3 separate regions of the Sus scrofa genome follow, and regions 1 and 3 are each linked to region 2. The links are chromatin contacts, called in public HiChIP or PLAC-seq maps. All regions are on one chromosome and are shown on one strand. The core of a region is the stretch at or near the end of the contact, and the rest is flanking DNA. Distances in the headings are between cores, read along the strand shown.

Evidence for each region. HiChIP or PLAC-seq counts read pairs in DNA pulled down with a chosen protein or histone mark.
Region 1: a contact with region 2 is called in an H3K27ac HiChIP or PLAC-seq map of alveolar macrophages. The contact joins the promoter of STAP1 here to the promoter of YTHDC1 in region 2. A contact is called at or near these places in 1 of 47 Hi-C or Micro-C datasets (heart right ventricle) and 1 of 2 datasets of contacts at active chromatin or transcription factors (alveolar macrophages).
Region 3: an H3K27ac HiChIP or PLAC-seq map of alveolar macrophages shows a contact between it and region 2. The contact joins the promoter of UBA6 here to the promoter of YTHDC1 in region 2. A contact is called at or near these places in 1 of 47 Hi-C or Micro-C datasets (heart right ventricle) and 2 of 2 datasets of contacts at active chromatin or transcription factors (alveolar macrophages and skeletal muscle).

Annotation. Positions count from the first base shown.
Region 1 is chr8:65,316,797-65,320,542 of Sscrofa11.1, reverse strand. It overlaps STAP1 (signal-transducing adaptor protein 1), which reads right to left and starts at 1,682. Exons shown (of 10, transcript XM_021101389.1): 1 at 1,457-1,682.
Region 2 is chr8:66,084,443-66,087,926 of Sscrofa11.1, reverse strand. It overlaps YTHDC1 (YTH domain-containing protein 1), which reads right to left and starts at 1,399. Exons shown (of 17, transcript XM_021101400.1): 1 at 973-1,399. The coding sequence starts at 1,000.
Region 3 is chr8:65,468,581-65,472,284 of Sscrofa11.1, reverse strand. UBA6 (ubiquitin-like modifier-activating enzyme 6) reads left to right here and starts at 1,456. Exons shown (of 33, transcript XM_003129053.6): 1 at 1,456-3,248. The coding sequence starts at 2,818. It also overlaps a transcript of GNRHR not described here.

The DNA.
Region 1 (3,746 bases), core at 433-2,932, 770 kb after region 2:
GAACCAGACTCTGGTCAAAATTCACACATTGCATTTGGTTTATGTGTTTCCCTCTCTTGCTCTTAATTTCTCAAGTCAAGTTTATTGAGGTATAATTTACAGCAAAGGTCACCCTTTTTTTAGGGGCACAGTTCTAAGAGTTTTGACAAATACATGGAGTCATATAACCACCATCATCATCAAGGCATAAATTATTTCCATCACTGCAAAAAGTTCCCTCCTGGCTCTTTGGAGTCAATATCTTCTTCCTCATCTGGCCTCATGCCCTGGTAAACAATATCTCTTTCTGTTCTTACAGTTTTATGTAGTCACATACGTGCACTGCTACAGCAGATAGCCTTTGATGTCTGGCTTCTTTCAGATGAAACTTTTGAGGTTCATCTGTGTTGTTGTGTGTCAGTAATTTGTTTTTGTTGCTGAGGAGTATTCCATAGTGTGGGCCCACTATGACTTATTTATTCATTCACCAGTTGATGGACATATTGCCAGATTAAGTCAATTAGAAATAAAGCAAACTTTAAGTTGTGACTGCAGCTATGTTATAATCTCTAGAACAAATTTATTTATTTATTTATTTATTTATTTTTGGCTGCGCTCAGGGCATGTAAATGTTCCTGGGCCAGGGGTGGAACCCATGCCACTAAGTGACCCAAACCACTGCAGTGATAATGCTGGATTCTTAACCTGCTGAGTCACAAGGAAACTCTACAGATTGATTTTTTATTTATTTTTTATTTTTTTGTCTTTTTGTCTTTTCTGGGGCCGCATTCGAGGCATATGGAGGTTTCCAGGCTAGGGGCCTAATCAGAGCTGTAGCCACTGGCCTACGCCAGAGCCACAGCAGCTCTGGATGTGAGCCTTGTCTGCGGCCTACACCGCAGTTCACGGCAATGGAGGATCCTTAACCCACTGACCTAGGCCAGGGATCAAACCCAAAACCTCATGGTTCCTAGTCGGATTCGTTAACCACTGTGCCATGACAGGAACCCCCAGACTGATTTTTGAAATGTCATGGTAAGGTCTAAAATGTTCTTTAATAGAGGAGTTCCTGTCAGTGGGTTAAGGATCCGGCGGATCCCTTGTTGCTGTGGCTCTGGCATAGGCCGGCAGCTGCAGCTATGATTCGACCCCTAGCCTGGAAACCTCCATGTGCTGCGGGAGTGGCCCAAGAAATGGCAAAAGCACACACACACACACACACACACACACACAAAATAAATAAATAAATAAAATTAATTTAAAAAATAAAATTAAATTAATTTAAAAAATAAAATAAAATAAAATGTTCTTTAATAGAATTTTACTAATCACAAATTTGAAATTATCTACAACATAAAATCATAAATAACTAAAAGTTTCTACTTCTTTTTCAAGTTAAATTTCTGTATACCTTTTCCTCCATATACACACTAATACACATAATTCATAAATACATAAACACACACATACCACTTACCTAGGTGCAAGTCAACTGTCATAGCAGTTCATTAAGATTGATCTTGATGTATTTTGGATGTAAAGGGATCTGTAAGGACAAAGTCTGGGTTTTATAAACATTACTCCATCAACTAGCAACCTTATTTTAGGATGCCAAAAATGTGGTGGAGCTATGAAGTATTACGACAGATGCAGAGAGCACTGAAAATTTGGGGTGATGCGGACTCTCCGTAACTTTTTGTTTTCATAAGGGTGCTGCTCCATTTTCTCCCTAGAACAAACCAGTTCATTGCCAACACCCCCTGCATTGCATACCAGTATATGTCATCACATTTCAGGTTCCTCAAAATGCCTCTGAGAATTACTATTTCCAGTAATGGAGGGAAGATGATTGTACATATGGAACTTTACTTCTGTGATTGCACTTGCTAAAAGTTCTCATGGAAAGGTAAAAAGAGTACAGTGATTTAGTGCTCAGTTCTGGAGTCAGAATCCAGGGGTTCACCCCCAGCTCTGTCATTTAATGGGGGTGTGATCTTGGGCAAGTTACTTACAGTCTGTCCCAGTTCTGTTGTCTATAAAATGTTTTCTCATAGGAATGTTCTAAAAATTAAATAGGTTACTGCATGGAGAGTATTTAGGGTAGAACTTGCTGTACACTATGTGCTCAATAAATGGTAGTGTGTGTTATCTATTCCAAATCTGAGACCAAATTATATAATGTAGCACAGTTTACAAAACTTCTACTAGGTCAAGTCTAAAAATCTCCATAATAACACTCATAGCATTATTTATTGAATTCTTGCTATGTTCTAGGCATTTCTACTAGGTCTTAAAAGGAATTAATCCATATCTCAACAACTTTAATGTTATTCCCCTTTTAAAAACAAGAGAATCGAGAAAGTTATAGTTTAATTAACCTGCCCTTTATATTAGTGGAGTAGAGTGGAAGCCAGGGTTGCCTGATTTCAAAGTTAACTTTTAATCCCTCTTCCCTAAAAAAAAAAAAAAAAAAAAAAACTGAGTAGGCGATGACATTTGTTAAAGCATTACAAGTTAAAAAAATCTATTTGCTCAGCTCTTGAAGCTCTTTTTTTTTGTCCTTTTGTCTTTTTAGGGGTGCACCTGTGGCATATGGAGGTTTCCAGGCTAGGGATCTAATCAGAGCTACAGCTGCTGGCATACACCAGAACCACAGCAACGTCACATCCAAGCCCCATCTGCGACCTATACTACAGCTCACGGCAACGCCGGATCCTTAACCCATTGAGTGAGGCCAGGGATTGAACCTGCAACCTCATACTGCCTAGTCAGATTTGTTTCTGCTGTGCCATGATGGGAACTCCTTGAAATTATTGATTAATAAATTTATTCAATAGGTAATGTATTTTATTATGTATTTATTGACTATATTCATTACACTGTACATTTCATACCTGTGATTCATTTATTTTGCAAATGAAAATTTGTATCTCTTAATCTTCCTCACCAATTTCTCCCCTCCTGCCACACCCCTCCCATCTGGGAACTTCCTGTTTGTTCTCTCTATAACTGTTTCTGTTAAGTTTGTTTTTTTGTTTTGTTTTTTAGATTCCACATATAAGTGAAATCATACAGCATTTGTCTTTCTTTGTTTCACTATTTCACAAAGCCTAATACCCTCTAAGTCCATCCATGCTGTTAGAAATGGCAAGATTTCATTCTTTTTTGTGGTCCAGCAGTATTCCATTGCACACACACACATCTTCATTCATTTATTGATGGTAACTTAGGTAGCTTCCATATCTTGGCTACTGTAAATAAAACTATTATGAATATTGGGGGGGCAGGAATCTTTCTGAATCAGTATTTTTCTTTTTCTTGGATTAAACACCCAGGAGTGGAATTGCTCATATGGTAGTTCTATTTTTAATTTTTTGAGGGGTCTCCATACTGTTTTCCACAGTGGCTGCACCAAGATACATTCTCACCAATGGTGCACAAGGGCTCCCTTTTCTTCACATCTTTGCCAATTTTTTATTATTATCTTCTTGATAGTAGCCATTTTGACATGTGTGATTTCTCCATATTATTTCAATTTTCATTTCCCTGATGATTAGTGATGCTGAGCATCTTTTCATGTGCCTACTAGCCATCTATATGTTTTCTCTGGAAAAATGTCTATTCAGATCTTTCACTATTTTTTTTAATCTTTTTTTTTTTTTGATGTTGAGTTGTGTGAGTTCTTTGTATATTTTGGATATTTACCCCTTACTGAATATATTGCTTGCAAATCTCTTCTTCCATACAATAAGTGGCCTTTTCATTTG
Region 2 (3,484 bases), core at 150-2,649:
TCAACACAAAAGAGTATATCTGTGAAATACAGGACAGCAGCTGGCCATATTTTTATCAACTATTACCTTTCCAAAACTACCACCACAGGGTTGTTAAAAACCTTGCAGGATCCAGTCTAAACCACCTTTCAGCCATGTATTGATGGGGATCTACTTTTAACATTTCTAGGGCCTGGGAAGTCGGTATTTCAAAAGACATGACATTCCATTCTGGCAACATCAGTTCTTCCCATATTTTAAAGTAATTGTATCCCTCCGACTCTCTATGAATTACATCCATTTGTTTCTGATTGTACCTCTGGGGGTACGCACAACATGTGTCTATCAGAACAGTGGCTAGGATTTTTTTTTTTTGGCTTGGCTTGGCTTGGCTTGGCCTAAGTCACATAATCATCTTTCCAAACATGTTTTCCAAAATAAGCATTTGAGGAACCAAAGAGGCCATTCTTGCCATTTTGCCTAGTTAACAAGAACGGGCAGAAGTTAATTTATTGGTAGACATTTCTCGAGATTAATAACCTAACCTATACCACTTCTTAAAGATGCTTGCTTACTAAACTACCATCTTTAATTGTAGCACTAAGGGTTTTCGAAATTTAGCCTAACAAAAAAGGCTGTTCTGAAAATACGCATTACATCCGCATAATACTACCAGGAAATAAACCTAAGGGCCTGAAACTCAGAACAGGCCTAGTCTCAGCCGCGCCCAGAACAGACAAACGTTAAGTAAAGAAGAGAATTAGGATCAAAGAAAAACCCATGGCTAGATGAAGTGTTAGGTCATATGGAGATTGAGGACGAAAGGGGAAAGGGCAGGCCTGGTCTTTTCCAATGAGTCCAAACGTCTCGAAGGGGAGACCGGCCCCGCGCGGGGCAAGCTAACCTCCCCACCCCCAACCCACAACGACGACCCCGGCTCCGTCGACCTACTCCCGAGCCCCGCCTCCGCTCGTCACCTTGCTCTGCACTAACCTTTCTCCTCTCGGCTGTCGGCCGCCATTGCTCCCCTCTTGTTTCCGCTGCTGCCACCGCCGCAGCCGCCACCGCCGCCGCTTCGACGCGACTCGCGCGGGCGCCGCAGCCGCGGCAGCAGATGCACAGGCGCGTCCGTCAGTCCGTCCGGTGGGCTGCACGCTTCGCACCTTAGTCTCCACCACTCTACCCTTCCCGACTCGCCTTTTCTCCCCGCTTCTTCCCTTTCTTCCTTTCCCCCTTCTCTCCTTTCACTCCGGCGTCTCGGATCCTAGGCCCAGGATTCCCGTTGGGGCTTGGGGACGGGAGGGGTCAGGGGGAGGGAAGGGAAACAGACGGCGATGGCGGGCGGCGCTAAAATGGAGCCTGCTTCCTGCGTGAAACAATCCCGCTCCCGAAATGCCCTGCGCTGTTTACGCTTCTTTCCTCCCTGGGAACGTCACAGTGCGGAGAGGGGCGGGAAGGGAACGTGACTAACGTCATCACGTCGCCCCGCCCCCTGTAGGGCGGAAGTCCCTGCAAAGAGTTTTGTTTCCAGCGGTGAAGTCTCCCTACTTAGTTTTTCGGCGCCCAAGCTGCGCTGCTTGCTCCCAAGTGGCTTAGTTTTCTCACCCGAAACGTCTATCCAAAGATGCTTCCTATTGCTTTGGCTGACAGCTGATTCAGTTCTGGAAATCGGAGACCTATTTAGGACAAGTCTGGGCGGGTCCTTTTGCAGCCACTACTTTATGCTCCGGGTACCAGATGTACTTTCTTATTTGGTGCTCCAGACGCGGCGCAGGGTGCAACCAGTTCACTTGTCACAAAACCCTACCAGTTTTGTTTTTAATTGGGGAAAGGAATTACATTGTATTTTAATATAGCTTTGTAAATTCACACAATAAATTTGATTTAAACGTTTATCAAGGTCCTGGGAAAGAGTTGATATAAACATACTATTCAGATATTAAAACTAGGGAAGGGACCAAAAATTACTTTAGATGATATGTAAAGATCTGAGAGGAAAGGAGTTCCCCTCGTGGCGCAGTGGTTAACGAATCTAACTAGGAACCATGAGGTTGTGGGTTCGATCCCTGCCCTTGCTCAGTGGGTTAACGATCCAGCGTTGCTGTGAGCTGTGGTGTAGGTCGCAGACGCGGCTCAGATCCCACGTTGCTGTGGCTCTGGCAAAGGCCAATGGCTACAGCTCCGATTAGACCCCTAGCCTGGGAACCTCCATATGCCACAGGAGCAGCCCTAGAAAAGGCAAAAATACAAAAAGATCTAAGAGGAAACTTGCTTAAAGTTCATTGTCCAAAGGAATAAAAAATGTAGTTTTGCTTCACTGCTCCATAACCGAGTTTTACAAGGAAAAGAAAATTTGAAGGAAAAAAAAGTAATTTTGTTATTATATATATATATATATATATGCACACACACTAATGATAAGTTTAGAGAAAGACAAGTAGTCTACAATGTCTTGGTCCTTGATTGCCCTTTTAACATAGAAACCAAACTGAAGGCAACTGGATGAATTAAGCAGCGTGAAAACATAAACAGAGATGAATAAACAGTTATTTGGAGTCATTTGGAGGGTTTTGAAGGGAGAAAGGAAATCAATTCAGTAAATCTAAAATCCTCCTATGTATTGGATGTTTGGGAATCAAGAGTGAATAGAACAATATTTTTGCCTTTAAGGAATTTTCGATATGTATAGGGCAGAGACAAGATAACAGGCAATTAGTGTGTAAAAATAATAGCTAAAAAATGTGTGTTCTTACTCTGTGACAGGTCTGAGCACATGACCTATATGATCTGACTTCATCTTCCAAAACTGCCATTTTTTTTAGCTAGTATATTCCTAGCTCTATATTACTGATAAGGAAAGTAAAGTAATATGAAATTAAAGTACCCAAATGATAAGTGGTAGTAAGGAGCATAGCTCTAATCCAGGCAATTTGGAGGCAGCCACCGCCCACTTCATGACACTGCCTTATGTAGAGTAAGCTGAGAAGTTATTGGAACCCTTAGGTGCATGCTACTCAGACCAGTGAGGAATACAGAGTAAAGGAAAGCTTTCTGTAGAAGGGAAAATAAAGCCTAGTTGAGCTCTAAAAGCCTCTTAGCCTAGGTAGAAGGGGGAAGGGTGGTGGGCAAAAGAATGGTTTTCATGTAAAAAAAGTCCTAGGTGGCCGCACTGCCCATGGTTCAATTCAGGTTCATACTCAATGGTTATGTGAGAAGAAGCTGAATCAAGAAAAGCATTAGACTGGAGCTCAGCAGAAACAAATCTGACTACTATCCATGAATACACAGGTTCAATCCCTGGCCTCGATATGTGGGTTATGGATCCAGCATTGCAGTGAGCTGTGGTGTGGGTCACAGACACAGCTTGGATCCCCTAGCCTGGGAATTTCCATATGCCACAGGTGTGGCCCTAAAAAGACAAAAAAGAAAAAAGAAAGAAAAGAAAAGCACTATATGTGTTCTACTCATTATTTCAGTCAACTAATACTTAATAAATTTTGCCCCA
Region 3 (3,704 bases), core at 207-2,706, 620 kb after region 2:
CAGACTTTTGTCTGTATATCTGGTTCTTTAAATGCATCATCTAAAACAATGGTTAGTTTAGCCCTTATTGAGTTCTCTGCATATCGAGAACAGAGAACATATCCCAATGTTTTATGGGAACATTGTTCCTATGTTAGAGGGTCTTTCAGTTTAAAGCAAGTGCATTTAAGATTGAGAGATCAGTCACTGTCTTTAAATTGTCAAGAGGTGATGATGGGTTTGAATTTAAATCAAATTTTGAGATTTCCTGTTGTGGCTCAGTGGGTTAAGAACCTGACTGGTATCCTTGAGTATGTAGGTTCCATCCCCGGCCTTGCCACAAGCTACAATGTAGGTTGCAGGTGTGGTTCGGCTCCAGCATTGCTGTGGCTGTGGCGTAGGCTGGCCGCTGCAGCTCCAATTTGACCCCTAACCTAGGAACTTCCATATGTTGCAGGTGCAGCTGTAAGAGTCAGCCATTTTTTTTAAAGTGCCCTGTCTCAGAAATGATTCCGTAGTCACAAAGATAATATTCATGGACAGTTAAAGTATATTTAAAATCTCATCTATCTTACCTTTAGCTTGGTTTCAATCAGTGAACCAATTCCTTGAGCTTATCTAATTACTATAAATTGTGTCCATAGGAAACTAAATAAGATTCAGTTTAATATCTAATAAAGATTGATTTAAATCTTCAATTTAATTCTTACAGTTAAGTTTAAAAATTAGGTGTAAAACAATTAGTCTAATTTTTAAATTATATACTATATAAAGTGCATGCATAGGAACAATAGAATATATGCAAAAAAATGTGCATACTATTATCTCTTGAGTAATTTTAAAAAATTTTTCTTTCTTGTGAATACATGTATTCCAAATTTCTAAGGTGACCCTATATTGCTTTTATAGTGAGAGAAAAGTACAATAAATATACGTGTATCTGTTTGTATGACTTTTATTTTATGCATCACTGCTGCTGTTAGGATGCTTTCTGCTGTAAGTAATAGAAATGTCAGACTAAAAGTGGCATGTTTTCATGTTACAGGGAGGCTGGAAGTAGGCATGCAGAGTTGGTTAAGGCAGAACTTTGAGGCATTTTCTCTGGTTCCACAAGGATTTACCTCAGAGATTAGAGGTTAGTTGTCACCAACCAGAAGTCTCAAAGGCAGAAAGAAAGGGTTGCTTCTAACCCCATGCATCTCTCTCTCCCAGAACCCTCAGCACTTCCTCTTAAATTGGCTAGAATTGGAGCACATGACCACCCTAAGCTAATCACTGGCAAAGGAGAAAGGGATAACCCTAAATATCTTAAGGGTATTTTTATCCTCCTCTAGAGAGCAGTGCTCAATTTCCCTGAACATTTATTTAGCCCTCCGATAACTAAAAAAAAAATTTCTTGTTTTCCTTTTTGTGGCTGCACCCGCAGCATATGAAAGTTCCAAGGCCAGGGATTGAACCCGTGCCACAACAGTGACCTGAGCCACAAGAGAACTCACTTCCTTTTTTCTCTTTTGAGATATCATAAGCGGAATGTTTTGGGGGTCAGAAGCCAGCAATACCTGCCACCATCACCAATTACCTTTTCAAAATAAAACTGAGGCGTTCCCGTCATGGCGCAGTGGTTAACGAACGAATCTGACTAGAAACCATGAGATTGCAGGTTCGATCCCTGGCCTTGCTCAGTGGGTTAAGGATCCAGCATTGCCTTGAGCTGTGGTGTAGGTCACAGACGCAGCTCAGATCCCGTGTTGCTGTGGCTCTGGCGTAGGCCAGGGGCTACAGCTCTGATTAGACCCCTAGCCTGGGAACCTCCATGTCGCAGGAGAGGTCCTACAAAAGGCAAAAAGACCAAAAAAAAAAAAAAAAAAGAATCCGACTGCCATGGCTCGGTCACTTTGGATGTGTGTTCAATCCTGGCCTGGTGCCGTGGGTTAAAGGATCTGACATTGCTACAGCTGTGGCACAGGTTGCAGCTGGGGTTTGGATTCAATGCCTGTCTGGGAAAAGTCTATATGCCACGGATGCAGCCATAAAATTAAAAAAAAAAAAAAAGTTAGACGGAGAGAAATAGAGAAATTGGCATTATTTGTGGGGTGAACCTGTCAAAGATATTTATCTCTATTAATTTTCTTAAAAAGAGAGAGGACCGGGGATAACTTCAGTGCTAGGACAGAACCTTGAAAGAATGAGACATAGACCAAGTTCATTTTCACGATTATGTAGAAAAGGTATACAACTTGACTGAGAAATCTGAATCACGCCATAGGTGAGCAGGATGAAGTTTCCAGGTATTTGGAGATATGCAACTCTGAAAAGAAAATGGAGAGGCTCAAAGTATAATGAATCCACTTTCGCTTGGATCCTCTCTCCACACCAAAATGGGAAAAATTCTAAATAAAAATATCATACATTACAGATGATAAAATGTGGAAAGATTCAATTTTTTGAATCCTACAAACATTTCTCCAAATATACATTTAGAATGAAAGATAAATTCTAACGTTACTGAATTACACTAATTCTTGTTGTTTTCTAAGAAAGGTGAAAGAAGAGTCAAGGGAAAGAGATTCAGAAGTCCTTAGACATTCATTCTGGTATTTAACCTGGCAAGTCACTTACACTGACCATAAATTCCTTTTCCTCACCCATAAAAAACTGGATGACATAATGCATTCATAGCTCTAAAAATCACATGATTCTATCCAATATATGACAGTGCTTGACACGTAGCAGTCGTCCAAAATTATTTCTTAAACGTATAACTTCTTAAAATGGAATCTTAGACTGGAAATCCAAAGCTACTTTTTACTAGCTTTCGGGTTTTTTTTAATTTATAAAATGAAGGATTTTTCTTATTGCTTTAAAACTATTAAGGATTTTGCAATTCCATCATTTTGCCGGCCACTAGAATCTTCTGTGCCTGGCAGGTGCCACGTACCTTCAGCGTTTCGGCTACGTTTATATCCGCCAGACCCCAGTCCTAACAGCGCGGCCACTGCAACCACCTGCAGCAAAGCCCGCCCCTCGACCACACCCAAACCGGAAGCCAGGACGCCCCTGGGCTTGACGGGAAGACGCCGCCAGGCTGATCTCTCCCCGCCCGCCCCCTCCGGTGACGTCACCGCCCGCCCCTTGACCTCGCGGCCCCGCCCCCTTCCCTGCCTACGGTGGTCAGCGGCTGCAGAGTCTCAGGAGACTATGGAGGGGTCTCAGCCGGTGGCCACACATCAGGGAGAAGAGGCATCCTGCTCCTCCTGGGGGCCCGGCAGGTGAGCGGACATTGTGGGCGGGAAGAAGCGAGGCTTGGCGGGCAGGACCCGGGGGCCGGCTTTCTTTTTCTCCCCGGCAGGCGGGCGGGAAGCACGCGAGAGGCCGCGGGGCCGGACTGAGCCGGCCCTGGGAGGCGGAGGGAGCGCACGGGGTGGGTGTGGCGGCGCGGGCTCGGGTCTCGGCGACTCCCGGCTTTTCTGAGGAGAAAGTCCACTTACTGCCCCTTCAGTGCTTTCTCAGTTCCTGTTGGGGTCTGCCATGCTCCTTCCTCTCAGTCCCTGTACATGGGGGGATGGGAGGGGCTCCAGTGGAGAGTTCTGGTCCCGGTCGCTCGGTATGAGCTCCCCAGCCCGGGGGCGCGCAGCTCCTTCCCTCCTCTCCGTGGAGTGAAAGCCAAGAGCGCTTCTGGGGCGATCCTCCGCTGAGACCCTCCTTTGAACTTGGTAATGAATCAC